2 separate regions of the Mus musculus genome follow, and region 1 is linked to region 2. A link is a contact called in public Hi-C data. All regions are on one chromosome and are shown on one strand. Each heading gives the region's core, a stretch centred on a gene start, on an enhancer-like site or on the middle of the called end of the contact. The rest is flanking DNA. Distances are from core to core; before and after follow the strand shown.

Region 1 (3,132 bases), core at 633-3,132, 190 kb after region 2:
CACACACATACACAAACACACACACACACACACACATACAAATCAAGGCTACACTGGATCTAAATTGTATAACCTTTCAATGCATCTCACATTTGATGTGTTTAGTGATTCAGGCCAGTGTTCAGAGTAGGTAAGTCACCGCACCTGCAGTATGTTTGGTGTTGGTGAAGAATTAGCGTGTGTGTGTTCTGATCTCTAGCCCAGACGCTGTAATGTATATGAGCAGATCATGGCATAATAAGGGGGGAGTCTTACTTTAGAAAGCTTGGTCACTTTCACAGAGGCAAGGGAACTGTGGGAAGGGAGGATTAAAGATGCCATGTAAACCCTAGGAATGGTTCTTCCCCACTTTGCTAATAATACAATGCTTTTAAACAACAGTATTTCACTAAGTCCCATGACTCAAAAGAAATAAAAATCTCCTCATTTCCTAAAATAATCCACCCAGTTAAAGTGCTGAGAGGGTCTACAAAAAGAAGAATGAGAACTTGAAACTTGGCATTGAAAAAACAGAATTATGAATTTGCAGTCCTAGTGGGCCAGTGATCAGAGACTACTTGGGGGAGAATGAGCAGGGGTGGGAGGAGGAGGCCAGAGTAGGAGCATGTGTGGAGACACACACTGGCCTCACCACTCTGTCCTTTGGAGGTTTTTCTTTCTCTTAAGCATCCATCCCCAAGGAAGGACAAGGCCAATCACTTCTCTCTTTTTCCTGATCTGCTATTCCTTGGGTCCAGCCGAGCCTCTGCTCTACCCCATCCTCAACTAACCAGAGAAAGAATAGCTTATTGCTCTGTTTCTATTCCCTGCCCCTCCAGTCACCTTAGAACACACGACCTTTAAGTCAAGATATTTATTCACCCCTGTATCTTCATTCCCACCATACTCTTTATGTGAAATGGACCTTAAAAGTGTCTCCAGAATGAAATCTAGTCCTGGTGGCACTTGCCTAAAATCCCAGCCACTAGGGACGTTAACAGGGGAAGATCATGAGTCCAAAGCCATTGTAGACTACAGAATAAATTCAAGACCACCCTGAGTACTTGGCCTCAAAAACAGAAGTGTTTTAAATGAGTGGGAGACATACATAGGACATGCATCTTGGTGCTGAAGTGCTTATCTTACCTAGTATACATACACAAGGTCCTAGGTTGAATCCCCAATACTGCAAAAATTAAAATTAAAAGAAATCTTCAGACCAAGCTTAATAATAAGCTTTTCCTAATAAAATTAATAAATTTCACCACGTACAGAGAGATGGGGAGAGTGGGGAATGGGGACTAGAAATAGATGAAATACAACTTAGCAAAGAATCCATTCAAATTCATCTTTCCTTAAGCACCCATGTGACAGTTTAACCAAAAGGTGACCGAGATGTCACCCATCATCCCTACATCCAGGCATCCCTCAAAGTAAAAATATCTACAATATCAGGCCACTCCAATAAGGCAACTAAAATGTGTCATGGAGTGCCTGAGAATAATGGGCACCTCTGTTCTCCTCGCCCCTCTGTGCTGCTACAGAAAGCTGCTAGCGGATGAATGGTGCGGCACTCTACCTCACTACTCAAGAAACACATGGGGCCCGGCTGGTCCTTCATTCCAAGTAGCCTGGCCTGGGCTGGGATCCAGCTCTTTCCTTGGACACGAATCAGCTAACAGCTGTCCCTTTCTTTGTAATGGCCATCAATAAAGTTAGTTGCAATCCAGTGGTCTAAAATGAAAACTACATCATTTGCTCATTCTAGAGGCAAGTCTAACAAACCGGGTGAGGATTCATTAACTGTAGACTCGCCAAAGCAGAAATTAGAGAGCCTCAGCCCTCCCTCTACCCTGGTCCTTTGTGGTCAGAGTCTCGGAGCTAGGGAACCAGCACAGTCCTGCTCTGGTCCTCAGGGATGCAAGACAGGAGGATGGGTGTCTATAGCAGCCTGACTATAGCAGCCAATGCATTCTCACGGAATGGCTTGTCCTTCCTTGCCTCCAAAACTCTTGTTTGTTCTTCAAGAAACAATTCAACCACCAACTCCTTCCATGAATCCCTCCAAACCTCTTCCCCACCAACTTGCATTGAAAGGTCTTAAATAAGTGAAGGTTTCTTCACCCTGTGTCCTTGAAGACCTCCAGGATATAGCTTATCTGCTACTGCAATATGAAGAGCCAATTCTTTTTCATAGCTTGATTAATATTGCCTTTTTATCAAGTATTTATTGAATAATTGAACAGAGCATAAAACATACAGATAAATGAAATAAGGCAATTGCTGTGTGCATGAGAAAAGATAAATGGATGTTAATAAGAAATAAACTAAGAAGCAGGAGAAAATGAGAAGACAATCCATTATAAGAAAGCCCAGAAATAAGAAGGTATAGAGGAAACAAAAAAAGGGGTACTTGAGTAGAAGAATTATAAACAAAAAAAGTAGAATAAACGGATAAAATTAAACATATTTTTTCTGATTAGAAAAAAAAATAATCAAAGCAGAGATGCTGTGGATGCCACAAGATTTAATGAAGAGATTAGGCATTAACTATGATGGTGCTCAGATGTATAGTGGGTGTGGACCTGAACCTGGTCATACAAGAACTCTGACATGCTAAACTTGAATATCAGGTCTCACCAAAAACCTATCAAATCAGGATGTGCATTTTAATAGCACCCCGCAAGCCCCCATGACTTCTGTATGCAATAAAGTTTGAGATGGAATGATGTAGATATGCAAAGTGCACAAACAATCCCCAGTTCTCACTACCATCAATGGTGGATAGCAGGAAACGTCAGCATTAAGGAGCTACATAACCTTGGGACAATCACTTCCCCAGATCTCAGCTTCTTCATCTATGGGATGAGGACAGAGTAGTTGCCTACTGAGTTTCGAGTTCTTGATTACATCTCCCAGCATACCATTACCTCATTCTATACCATCAGGCAAAAAATAAATAAATAAAAAATAAAATAACAAAAAGCACCTCTGACTGATAAACACTGTGCATCCTGTCCCAGCTCATTCTCCCAGGGTTATCCCGCATCTATCAGATGCCTGTCTCTGCGTTGAGTACAAATGATTCCAAGATGAATACACATCTCTCCCTGCCCTTGGGGAGCTCGTGAGCTTCTGGGAGAAGGAAGAAGG
Region 2 (3,186 bases), core at 248-2,747:
GGGAGATAGGACTATAGACAGTGGAACCACTTGGAAGCTCACAAGCCAGCTAGCCTGGAGTTGACATTATAGCAGAAATAAGAGAAACCAGACCCTACCTCAACAAAGGGGAAGGAGAGATCCAATTCCAGAAAGCTGTCTTCTGATACTACAGTATGCTTGCATGTACACAGTCAGGGACACACACATACAATAATAATACATTTTTAAAAGACGTAGTAAGTATTATGATAAATCACATGGGATCATCTATTCAATCAGTAAGGAAAGAAATCTACTTACAATACATTGTGCCAGTCCCTAAAGATTAAAAAAAATGAATAACAGAATCTTATACTGAATTAATCTCTTCATCTGTCTACTCACCAGCTGAATGACCTAGAAGAAACCATGTAATCCATTAGTGTGGGTTTCTCTTCTATAAAAGGAAGATAACACTGTTCGATTCATGAGGCCGTGAGAATATGAGACACAGCGGTGTGCATAAAGTCATAACACTAAGGTGTTGGATGCTTATTGGCCCAGAGCATATCAATTGCCATATTGTAATTGATCTCATGGTTCCAAGAGCTGGTATCCTCTATAACCCTTCCACCAAAACTAAGTCTAGCCCACTGCTTGCTTTCTATAGCATCACTCCCAGCCACTAAACGTTGGCCTGCTTCTCTTCAGTAGCGCATCTTAGAACCTTCCTCCAGGACGTTCAGTGGAACTTTCAAATCTCTGTTCTGACTGGCTTCTTAGCCCAGTGTTAAAGACCTTGAATTTAGCAAGTGACCTCATTTCCCATGGCCCTTTCTTCCCATTGATTTCAAAGCGTGCCCCACAATCACCTTTTGTTCAATAAATATTCACTGGATGGCTGAATTTTAATATCAAGGTTTGACATTTGTAAAGTCTAAACTTAAAAAAGAAAAAAAAAGACAAGTTGGGAGTTGTGTATTAGAATCTGTGGCCTGCTTTCCCTCCACCAGAAATTCACTGTTCTTTGTCATGGCGACCACCCGTCACGTCACATCCCTGGCTGCTGATCTGAGGTCTTTATGCTGCCCCTTGATTTATACACCTGTTCCTTAAGAATCATGACACTGAAGTAATTGACACTAATTAGCCCTTCTCACTCCAGGTTCCTCCTCAGGGCTAAAGGCTAATAAGGCCAAACACATTCTGCCTCTGAAGGCACAAAGGGTGACTGAGGCACGAGAGATGGGTGGGAATGGACTTCTGGCTCTCCCTGAAATCCCTTGCTGCCTTTCGCTCTAGTATCAGACTGTGCTTCCAGTCCAGCAGCCTGTCAGTCTGGCAGCAAATCCACTGGGGCTGAGGTACAGCCACCCTGAATGCTTTCAGATCCTAGGTCACCTGAAGGGTTGCTTGATGGTGGTGACCCTGGAGCCTCTTGCCCATTGCCTCCTCCAGGTGCCGCTCCACAGACAAGATTAAGAAGAAGGTTCTATTTAAATTTCCAAAAGAGGCACTGCCCTGCCTTTTTGGGTCTATTTAAAATCCTCCCGGCAGCTGCAGTACATAATAACAAATCAGAGCAGAAAGGGAGGAGAGGGAAGAGGAGGGAGGAGGAAGGAGGAAAGAGGGGGAGGAAGGAGGAGGAAAGGAGGAGGGGAGGTGATCTGGAACATCCTGGATTGTTTCTTGTGAAAATTTGACTGTCAGAGGTGGCAGGGGTGAGGACCCCTTAAAGATGCCCCCGCCCCCTGCTGTGACAGTAAGGGAGAGAAGTACTCAGCAGAGACAGGGAGGCAACTTAGGATTCTCATGTGAAAAAAAAAAAATCTACAAGATGCAAAATTTTGCTGCCAGCCTGAAATGTATCCCAGACCCACTCTGATGAACCCAGGGGACTCTAACCAATAGCCAGACAGTCACATGGGTAAAGGGTCAACCAGGGAGCAAGAGCCCTGGAAAGGAACCTGATCAAAGCCTGCCAGTGTTGCTCCTTGATTTGGCATTCCAGAATTGGCCAGTGGAAGACCCAGACAGCTAGTGACTGAGTGATCTCTTTTACAAAACAGTGTCCCCTCTCCCGCCCCCATTGACAAGGCCTTGCATGGTGGTGGCTTTGATGATCTGGACTGCCTTCCTGTCCACTTACCTTACTAGATTTCCACATCTTCTTTACTGTCTCGACAGCAAAGAAGTTTTATGAGGGATACTCACAGCGTCCATCCAGCTACAGAGCACAGTCATCTTCCTGTCCATGTTCCAGCCCCCACTCCCCACCCCCAAGAGCGTGAACCTTTGTGAACCTCACTGTGACTCATATCAGAACTCCTGGCCATTTTCTCACACTTCTTCAAAGTGATATCAAAAAAGTCAGTTTTCTGCACTGGAGTGGCCCAGAGCATATCACTCACATGCCAGGGTAAGCCTCATGCCCAGATGAAGCTGGCCAGCACAAAAAAGGACTCCGTGTTCTTGTGTGATTTTTATCTTGTTTTGGTGTGGTTGGGTAATTTTTTGTCATATTGTTTTTGTTTGGTTGGGTCTTGTTTTGTTTTGTTTCTTTTAGAGAAAGAAAGAAACCTGTATATGTACAAATTTAGTTACATTTAATTATTAATCACGATCTTCTTTTAGTTTCCAAACTACTATCCTGTATTTTCTCCTCAAGGTGTCTTTATAATAAAATGTTAACATCACTGAATTCATAGGCACAGTAGTTACCAAATGAAATGGGCACCATGGCTCTGGGCAGCATATTATTAAATTGAGAAAAAAAGGGTATGTATTAACTGATCAGTTTGCTTCTAGAGATGACCAAATTGCAAGCCCATGTTAAAAGGGTTAGCTCTGAATATAGGTCATGAGACTAGGATGTTCGTAATGATTCAATAAACCACCTACATGGCAAATCTCACTTTCTATTGCACACAGTTTAAATACTCTCAGGGAGATATGTTTATAAATTGTATGTTACATAAGATATAAGATATATGCACACACCATACATAGAAATTATAATGTGTACACATTTCATTTGCTTCGAAGAGAATATTCTAGTAGATCAGTAAATGTTAAAGGGTTTATACAAATTAAGAATGAATTCCAAGAGACTTTTTCTACTTTTTCTTTTGTTTCTGGTTGGATGCACTATAAGAGATTTATAAAGCTGTCCCTACCAAAGACACAGTAGGCAAATGATGCATACAATTTATAATCAACCAGATG

Evidence for each region. A called contact is a pair of places that touch in the nucleus more often than the background predicts.
Region 1: a contact with region 2 is called in a Hi-C map of cerebral cortex, with 2.3 times the contacts expected there. The contact joins two enhancer-like sites. A contact is called at or near these places in 2 of 39 promoter capture datasets (embryonic stem cells and trophoblast stem cells), 6 of 484 Hi-C or Micro-C datasets (cerebral cortex, embryonic stem cells, forebrain and 1 more), 7 of 115 datasets of contacts at active chromatin or transcription factors (SST interneurons, embryonic basal ganglia, embryonic forebrain and 4 more) and 4 of 9 other capture datasets (adipose tissue, embryonic stem cells, liver and 1 more).

What each region holds. Positions count from the first base shown.
Region 1 is chr6:136,164,044-136,167,175 of GRCm38.p6, forward strand. The region is part of intron 3 of Grin2b (glutamate receptor, ionotropic, NMDA2B (epsilon 2)); the gene reads right to left. Among named protein-coding and RNA genes, the nearest start is that of Gm26653, 7.4 kb to the right of the region's middle. Within about 2 kb of position 1,883, at least 24 of the 459 cell types and tissues checked have an H3K27ac peak or open chromatin away from gene starts, as enhancers often do. A contact at or near this core is called in cerebral cortex and forebrain, where this site is marked.
Region 2 is chr6:135,974,789-135,977,974 of GRCm38.p6, forward strand. The region is part of intron 4 of Grin2b (glutamate receptor, ionotropic, NMDA2B (epsilon 2)); the gene reads right to left. Among named protein-coding and RNA genes, the nearest start is that of Gm14330, 120 kb to the left of the region's middle. Within about 2 kb of position 1,498, at least 8 of the 459 cell types and tissues checked have an H3K27ac peak or open chromatin away from gene starts, as enhancers often do. A contact at or near this core is called in cerebral cortex and forebrain, where this site is marked.